2 separate regions of the Sus scrofa genome follow, and region 1 is linked to region 2. The links are chromatin contacts, called in public Hi-C maps. All regions are on one chromosome and are shown on one strand. The core of a region is the stretch at or near the end of the contact, and the rest is flanking DNA. Distances in the headings are between cores, read along the strand shown. Region 1 holds the start of LOC110261347. Region 2 holds the start of TMEM240 (transmembrane protein 240).

Region 1 (4,334 bases), core at 1,639-4,138, 140 kb after region 2:
AAAAAAAGAGAGAACAAAGTTTTGGGGACCTAGGGAATAAAGTGAATTTCTTATACGTGACATAAAAAGCATAGTTCATAAAAGGTTAAAAAAAAAAGTCAATAAACTGGGCTTCATTAAAATTAAAAACTTGCTGTGTGGCAGAGCCTGTTAAGAAAGTTAAAAAAAAAAAAGCGACGGATTGGGAGGGACTGCAAACTGCATACCCAAGAGAGGATTTGTATCTATAACACATAAAGAACTCTCAAGACACAAGCCCACAAAACCAAACAAACCAACCAGAAAATGGGCAAGCGAAGAAAAACCACAAGAGGGTGTGCCTATGGCCCCCAGCAGGTGACAAGCCACTCCTTGCCAGCTATTAGGAAGTCTGTCTGCCACTCCACATCCCTCTGAAAGGCTCAAAGGAGGAAAGCTGGAAAGGCAACAGAGAAATGCCCCTCCCAGGCTGCTATGGGAACAGAAAAGGGACAGACTCTGGAAAAGTCTGACAGTGTCAAAACTAAACCCACAGCCCAGCAACTGCACCTGGGCATTCGTCCCAGCAACACACCTGATGTCCACACAACAACCTGCCCATGGACACTCACTGCAGCTCTCTCTGCAGGAGCCGAACTGCACTGAGAGCGAGTGGACACTGGACCTGAGCTGCTTCTGCAACCTACTCCACAGCTCACGGTAACACCAGATCCCAACCCACTGAGCAAGGCCAGGGATTGAACCCACATCCTCAAGAATACTAGACGGATTTGTTTCTGCTCTGCCACAACATGAACTTCCTATTTTAACTGTGTTTTTTTTTTTTGGGGGGGGGGTCTTTTTGCCTTTTCTAGGGCTGCTCCCGCGGCATATGGAAGTTCTCAGGCTAGGGGTCTAATCGGAGCTGTAGCCACTGGCCTACACCACAGCCACAGCAACTTGGGATCCGAGGCACATCTGCGACCCACACCACAGCTCACGGCAACGCCGGATCCTTAACCCACTGAGCAAGGCTAGGGATAGAACCCGAAACCTCATGGTTCCTGGTTGGATTCGTTAACCACTGAGCTATGACGGGAACGCCTTAACTATTTTAAAAGGATGAAATTTTAACTCCATCCAAGTTTCATTAAGTTCCTAACAGCACAAATCTAGTATTTAAAAACTTCTCCATCAGAGGAGTTCCCATCGTGGCGCAGTGGAAAGGAATCCGACGAGGAAACATGAGGTTGTGGATTTGATCCCTGGCCTCACTCAGTGGGTTAAGGATTCGGTGTTACCATAGGTCGAAGACATGGCTCGGCTCTGGCATTGCTGTGGCTGTGGTGAAGGCCAGCAGCTGCAGCTCGGATTGGGCCCCTCGCCTGGGAACCTCCATATGCTGTGGGTGCAGCCCTAAAAAGCAAAGTGCTGGCAAGGACTTGATCAAACTGGGCAGTCACCCAGGGGGTCTGAACCCAGAAAGGCCTTTTGGAAAGCTCGGCACAAAAGGTGACCGAAGAGCCAGCCTACGGGGGCCACACAAAGGAGCAAAATAAGAGACCTGGGGCGGGTGGACAGGGGTGGCTGCTTAGCTCGGAAGGAAGCGGGTACCATGCCACCTGCGGCAGAGCTTCGCATCCCTCCAGGCCGCCCTCACCCAGCTTCTCTCCAACTGTCTGAACACCTATCTGCCTGTACCCGGGCCGGGAAACTGCGGGTCTGGGAGACACAGCAGAGCGTGAGCCAGAGAAAGGAATCCCGGAGTCACCCCCGACCCCCTTGAGGGCCAGTGCCGGTCAGCAGGGGAGGGCAAGCCTTCAGGGAGACCCTGCAGGCAGAAGAGCGCCCCCCAACCCCGCCAATGCCCCCTCCGACGCTGGAACATCCGCGTCCAGAGAGAAGCCCCGACTTGAGGCCAAGAAGGTGCGAGGGCACCAACCCGCGGGAAGAACCACCTGCCTCTTGATTCTGCAGCTTAAACAGACCTTCGCGGGGTTCCCGTCTTTCTTACTGGGGCACCGCTTGCTCCTGGCACCTCCCCGAAAACCCTCGAGGCGGTGAGCGAGTTAAGCACCGGGACCAAGCCCACTCACAAGTTCAGCGGAGACCAGAGCACCGGGGCCTCTTCTGGGGAGCTCGTGTCCGTGCCGCCCGGAGCTGCCCGCCCCCATGTCCCTGCCCTCAAGTCCCTGCGGCAAGAGCAGAGGTCACGGCCGGGAGGCTCGGGGGGGGAGGCCGGAGTGGGGCGCACCCAGCAGGGCGAGGCGCTCCCGCACGTGGACCGCGGCGCGCCGGACAGGAAGGCAAAGGGAACAGGGTCTCAGCCAGGACCCAGCGGGCCAGCCGCCGGGTCGTCGGGGAGGCGCTGGGCAGCGAGCTCAGACGCGCCTTCCCAGGAGTCATACCGCGACGTGACCCCCTAAGTGACCGCCTCGCCTGAGGACCGGACCCTCCAAGCTGTCCCCACAGCGCGGACTCCGTCCGGCCGCCCCGACACCTGCGCCGAGCCTGAGGCAGGGGCGGCCGGCCAGCGCCTCCCAGCTCCACACCCGTGCGGTGGGCAGGGACGCCTTGGCCCTGCGACCCCAGCACCCGCTCCCATGACCCTGGGCGGCGGGCTGGGCCGAGGGGACGCGCGCTCACCGTTCGCTTCCCCGGGCGCCTGCGGGGCCGTCGTCTCGCTGGGACGCGCCCGCGGGTTCCGCAGCCCCGCCGCCGCTCGCCGTCGCTAGCCGGCTCCCGGCGCCGCGGCCGACTCCCGCCCCATGGCCGCCCCCCGCCCCACGGCCGCCCGGCCCGCGGCGCCGGCCCGCGGAGTAGCGATGCCGCCGCGCCGCCAGTGCGCACGCGCGCCCCGGCTGACCCCCGCGCGGACCCGCGCGCCTGCGTAGGAGACCGCCCCGCCCCCCGCGTCTACGCACGCGCCCCGCCCCGCCCCGCGCGCGCCGCGGCCGCCCGCACGGGCGTCCGCCCGGGCCTGGGGGCGGGACCCCGGCTGCCAACACCTCCGCAGCAGCCCCGGGAGGACCCTGGTGCCCACTCCCCGCGCCGCGTCGGAAGCGCGTTCTCGGGCCTCATGCCCCGCCCCCCATTCGGCCCCCCGCTTCTCTGCCCCGCGGGCCTGGTGAGCTGACTGCAGGCCCCGCGAGTGGCGACACCACCCGCCACAGACCCTGTAACTGCCAGGGCGTGGCTCTGCTTAACAGGAGTGTGTTTTGGGAAGCAGAAGTCGGTATGCGCAGCAGCAACAGAGCTGTGCCCCTGGGCCGCCCGCGCTTGCCCACCCTGAGCGGCTTGGCGGGTCCCTGCACACCTAGACCTGGGCCTGGGGTCTCAAGGGACCTGCTGACACTGTTCTCCCTAACCCGCGAGCCCCGTACTGGAGGACCTAGAGAGGAGGGGGACCAAGGTGACGTTGCACACCCCTCGCCCCCAAGCCCTTTCCCCCAAGGCTCGCCAAACTGACTGGTTACCCACCACCTGGGTGCCGGACGTCAGGGATCCCAGCTGTGTGCCTCTCTCCGGGGACGTGTCTGGGAACAAGCAGATGCAGGGTCACTGTAGATGAGGCTGGCCAGGCACCAGGCTTTGTAATCGCCTGGCTCTCAGGGCCTGCCGTTATTCCTTCCTAGAGCCCTGCTCCCGGGACAAGAAGCACCTGACCGAGGCCATGTGTGGACTAGAGTCCTCTGAGCAGCCTGGCTTCTACCTTCCCGCCCCCATACCTGAGGGCGAGTCTTCTCTAGCCAGGACTCCTGGGCCTGTGTCTGGAGACCTGGAACACACCTCTCACTGCTGTCCTAGGACCCCTGGTCAGTGGGGTCACCGAGGGTGAGTGGAGAGGGAGGCAGATGGCGGGAACTGGAGGGGGTTTCTCAAGTTCTGTAACTTCCCCATCGGGCTCTTTTGTAAACTCAACCACTTCCCCAAAGTGACCATTAGCCACACCCTGAGAAAAGCAAAGCCTTTTGAGCTGTGGGTTGGAGTATGATTGTCAACAATACTAATGCTAGGCTAGGCCTCCTGGGAACCTTCTAGAGCAGGGGGGGCACTTTGCACAGAAGGCTGCAAGGCAGGAGTTCCAGCCTTGTCGCCAGCCACGGCACACAGCAGGCATGCATCCTGTGTACCCCTCCCTAAAGGGAGCTTGTACAGGTGCGTCTTACTCGTCTTACTCACGGAAATGTGCCGCCTGGGCCTTGGCCATAGGCTTCAGGCCACAGTGCTTCCCCATTTCAGAAGTAAGAAAACAGGGGCTGCGTGCGGGCTTCCTTCAGCTGAGTGTAATTGTGCAATTTCTCCCAGCAGGCCCTGGGTCCCACCCAGGGATTCCAAGCTGCCAGCTCACACCCTGCAATCAGGAAGGCCAGTGC
Region 2 (4,017 bases), core at 724-3,223:
GGGCACGCAGGTCTCGCTGCTGCTTGTGCTCAGTGGGCACTTGTTTTACACCAGCCACGTGTACTCTGGACACTGCCATGACACATACGCACACCCTGAGCAAACACACTCTGACAGCACACGCTGTCTGTCCAGCCAGGCCCTCAGTGTGAGGTCACAGGCCTGTTCGTGGAAGGCGCCCTGCTACCGTTTACGGAGTACGAGCCTGGGCCCAGGCCATGCACACCGCCCGTCTCTCCCAGGGGGTCTCAGGACCCCCCTACTTGCGCCCCAGTCCAGGTGGGCCCAGGAAAGCAAGGAGCTGACCTGCCTTCCTTCCTTTGCCTCGGGCCATGCACACCAGCCGGGAACTCCGATCCCCCCCGCAAACTCTTGGTGATTCTCGGCCGACACACACGAGTCGCTCACACTCCCGTTGCCACCTGTCCCGCTGCCTGGGTTCTGCTTCACCCCCCAGTCTGCACACACAGGCATGGAGCATGCTTTGTGAGGCATGAAACCGTCCCGTCGCTCACACACACCCCACACCACCACGTGTGCACACATGTCCCTGGAGCAAGGGTCCGAGGCAGGGTCAAGAACACACGTTCCCGCTGGCTGCGTGCTCAGACAGCCCGTCGGCTCTCACGGCCCCGGAGCGCCGCACCTGCGGGGGGAGCGGGGGCCACATGTGCGCACATGTACAGGCACAGACGGTACACACATGCGCGTCTCATGAGAAGATGTTTATTTCATACATGGACGTACAAACATGCATGGCCAGGAAGACTCCATCACTACATGTGCACAGAATGGAGGGGTCACAAGGAGAGTGTAGGGGCCTGGGCTCTCCCCTCCCTCTGTGTGACCTTGAGCAAGCTCCACCCCCTGCCTCAGTTCCTCCCAGGTCCGGCGAGGGAGTTGGGCCTGATGCCTTCAAGGTAGGCCCTGCCCACCTTGACCTTCCGTGCCTCCCCCTACCCGGCGCCCAGGAAAGTTCACCGACACAGCTCAGGGCCCAGGGAGGAGGACGGCCGTCCTCTGTGGGCTCAGCGGAGCGCAGCATCCCTCCCGGGACACCAGGCTGGGCTGCTGCTCTCCTGGCCTCCCGGCCCTGGACCAGGAGGCCCTGGACCCATTCCGCCCCTCGCCCCGCGGCCGGTTCATTCTCCGGAGACCATTGCCGAGGGGGTCTTACCGCCCGGCGCGTGCTCCCCCTTCCGGAGCACCTCTGTGGGGGCTGGAGGCCGCTCGGTCCTTCCCCCACTGGGCTTGGCGCCAGCTCCCCCCCCCCCGCCTCGCCCGGCAGGGCAGCCCCCGCGGGCCCGGCCTAGCGGGGCCTGCGGCCTGGCCGCCCCAGCGGGCCCCACCTCCGCCCCACATGCGTGGTCACGCGCGTGCCCCCCGGGCGCAGACTCACCGGCCGCAGTCGCAGTGGCAGACGCGGTCCTCGCCCCGCAGGTGCGGGAGGATGTAGTTGTGGAATCGGTCCAGCAGCGCGTTCATGTCCATCAAGCACGCGATGGCCTGGAAGAGCCCATGACCGGTCAGCGCTGAGCAGCCGGGCCGGGGCCCCCGGGCGGAGGCCGGCGCGCTGGGGCCGGGGGAGCGCCGGGGCGCGGGGCTGGGGGAACGCAGGCCGCGCGGGCCAGTAAACAAGGCGCGGGAGGGGGAGGCGGCGCCGGGCGCGGGAGGCGGGAGCAGGTGCGGGGAGCGGGCGCGCGGGAAGCCCCTCCGCTCACCATCACGATCGACGCCCCCAGAATCATGAAGATCATGGTGTTCGCACTCATGGACATCGGGCGGGGCCGGGCCGGGCCGGAGCGCCGCCCCCCGGCCCCGGCGCCCCCCGGCCCCGGCCCGATGCGGAGCCCCCGCCGCCTCCGCAGAGGTCAGCCCGCCGCGCACCCACTGCCGCCGCCGCCGGCCGGGGAGGAGGTGCGGGGCCGGCGCGGGGCAGGGGACGCGGCGCTCCCGGGGTCCTCGGCCGCCCGGCCCGCGCGCTCGCCGCGCCCGCCGCGCTCCGCTCCGCCCTCGGCCCTGCCTCCCGCCCTGCGCGCGGCGCGGCTCCGGCCCCCTCCCCCCGCGGCCTCCCCCGCGCCCGCCTCCCGGGAGGGCCCTCGCCGCCCGCGGCCGCCCGCCCGCGCGACGCCGGCCGGACCCCCCCCCCGGGGGGACCGCAGGGCCCGCTCGCCCCCATCCGGCCCGCCCCGGCCCTGGCTGCCTGCCCAGCGCCCCTGGACCGCGCGGGGCCGCGGCCCGAGCAGCTGGGGCGATCCCGAAGAGGCCCGCGCTTCCTCCCGCACTCCTCCTCCCCACTTCTCGGCTGGAGGCCCCTCCTCCAGGCCCGGGGTCGCGGGGCTGCGGGCGGGCGGGTGAAGGGCCGCCCGCAGAGGGAGTGGGCTGTAGGGTGGCCGGCAAGCTGCCAGGGAGGTCACTCTGGAGCCAGGCCACGTGACTCGAAGGAGACCCTCTGCGGGCAGGGCCAGCCCAGGCCGGCTCTCCTAGGGTGTCGGCCTGGGAGGTCAGAGGCCCAGGCGGTGGCCCTGATCCGGCTGCCCCATGATGCTGGGGGGTTGGGGTCCCCGAGCCCACCCCTCATCCTCAGCACGACCCCCGACCCCCACACAGGAGCCTCCCGTCTTCCCCACGGCGGTCCCGAGGTTTTCCAGGGCAGCGGAAACCAGGAGGGTGACCAGGGACGCGCGGCCCACCCCAGCCCTGGGGCAGGTCCCACTTTCTTCCAGGATCCCAGTGGACAGCAGGCCCTCGGGGCCGGCTAGGAAGCTCGGCCGGACCCCCAGGCCTCGGACGCTGCCCGAGGGCCGAGAGACGGGCAACAGTGAGCGGAGCACTGCGGGGTCTCTCCCCCAAGTCCAGCCTGTTGCTTTATTCATGGATTTGCACATTCCAGCCAGTGAGGGACGGTCCGTGAGCGGCAGGCATTCGGGGGGATGTGCGATGAACCGTTTTTCTCTTTTTTGGTTAAAGACAAAAACTCGATAATCAACATCCCACTTAGGAGTAAGAGCAGGACAGAAGAAACCTGATTGTTTTGCATCTGGCATTTGTGTCTATCCTCTCGTTTCACGGGCACAGTTTGTGAGGGAACCGCCCCCGTCCGCCAGCGGCACTCGAGGGAGAGACAAGGCCAGAGGACAGCGGAGGAGCGGAGGGCAGTCCAGGGGCGGCTCCGGGCGGTGGGGGCGGCAGGCGCGGGCTCAGTAGAAGCAGACTGTGTGGAGGAAGGCCCGGCCGCTCTTCTCCTCGAACTCCTGCAGCAGCTCGTCGATCTCGTTCTCCATGTCCTCCGTGTGCTGAATCTGCAAAGCGCACAAGGGCACTCAGCTGCCGGCCCCGTGTCTCCTGGGGGTGCTTGGCCCACGAGAGGGCAGCGGGGGCGGGGGGCGGGGGCTGCAGCGTGGGGATGGGCATGGGGCTGCTGCAGCTCCGTAGGCCTGGCTCCAAGGTCATGGGGACACGCACCACAGACGCCTGGCGCCTGTACTGGCCCTACTTTGTAAAGGAGCGGACCCCACGGGGAGGGGGCCTCTTGCTGCAGTCACCCAGTGAGGAAGCCCCAGGGACCTACCCACGCTAGGATGTCGCCACCCCCCACCCCCCCAAGCGGCCCTCCGCGTGTGCGAATGTGCCTGGACCTCTCGGTGGAGAAGCACTGCCCTGGGAGGAGCAGGGGCTGCCAGGGGTCAGCCCCCGGCGGCTTGACAGCACGCGCGCCCTGCTGGGGGCTGGCTCCTCTGCAAATTCTTGCCAGTGAGAAAGGGGTGGGGGTGTGTGCAATTTCTGGGACACGTTGTCCCCTTCTGCTTTTTCTCTTGCATGATGACCCGATCACGGGCACAAATGCTGGAGCTTCGGCAGCCACCCTGGACCACGAGGCACCTCGGAGGCAGAAGCTGCGCTGGCTCAGCAACAGGAGCACAGGGCCTGGACTCACACAGCAAAGCCATCTGGGCCTGCCTGACCCCAGACTTCTCAGTGAAGCCCCCTGCTTCTTTCACTTTCCTGTCACCCACA

What was found. A called contact is a pair of places that touch in the nucleus more often than the background predicts.
Region 1: a Hi-C map of epiblast stem cells shows a contact between it and region 2, with 2.5 times the contacts expected there. The contact joins the promoter of LOC110261347 here to the promoter of TMEM240 in region 2. A contact is called at or near these places in 1 of 47 Hi-C or Micro-C datasets (epiblast stem cells) and 1 of 2 datasets of contacts at active chromatin or transcription factors (alveolar macrophages).

Annotation. Positions count from the first base shown.
Region 1 is chr6:63,860,310-63,864,643 of Sscrofa11.1, forward strand. LOC110261347 reads left to right here and starts at 2,889. Exons shown (of 3, transcript XR_002345412.1): 1 at 2,889-3,085; 2 at 3,594-3,792. NADK (NAD kinase) reads right to left here and starts at 3,828. Exons shown (of 12, transcript XM_021097484.1): 1 at 3,687-3,828; 2 at 3,439-3,494.
Region 2 is chr6:63,725,484-63,729,500 of Sscrofa11.1, forward strand. TMEM240 (transmembrane protein 240) reads right to left here and starts at 1,974. Exons shown (of 4, transcript XM_021097457.1): 1 at 1,722-1,974; 2 at 1,400-1,506. The coding sequence starts at 1,778. SSU72 (RNA polymerase II subunit A C-terminal domain phosphatase SSU72) reads right to left here. Exons shown (of 5, transcript XM_003127502.5): 5 at 2,835-3,302. The coding sequence ends at 3,201.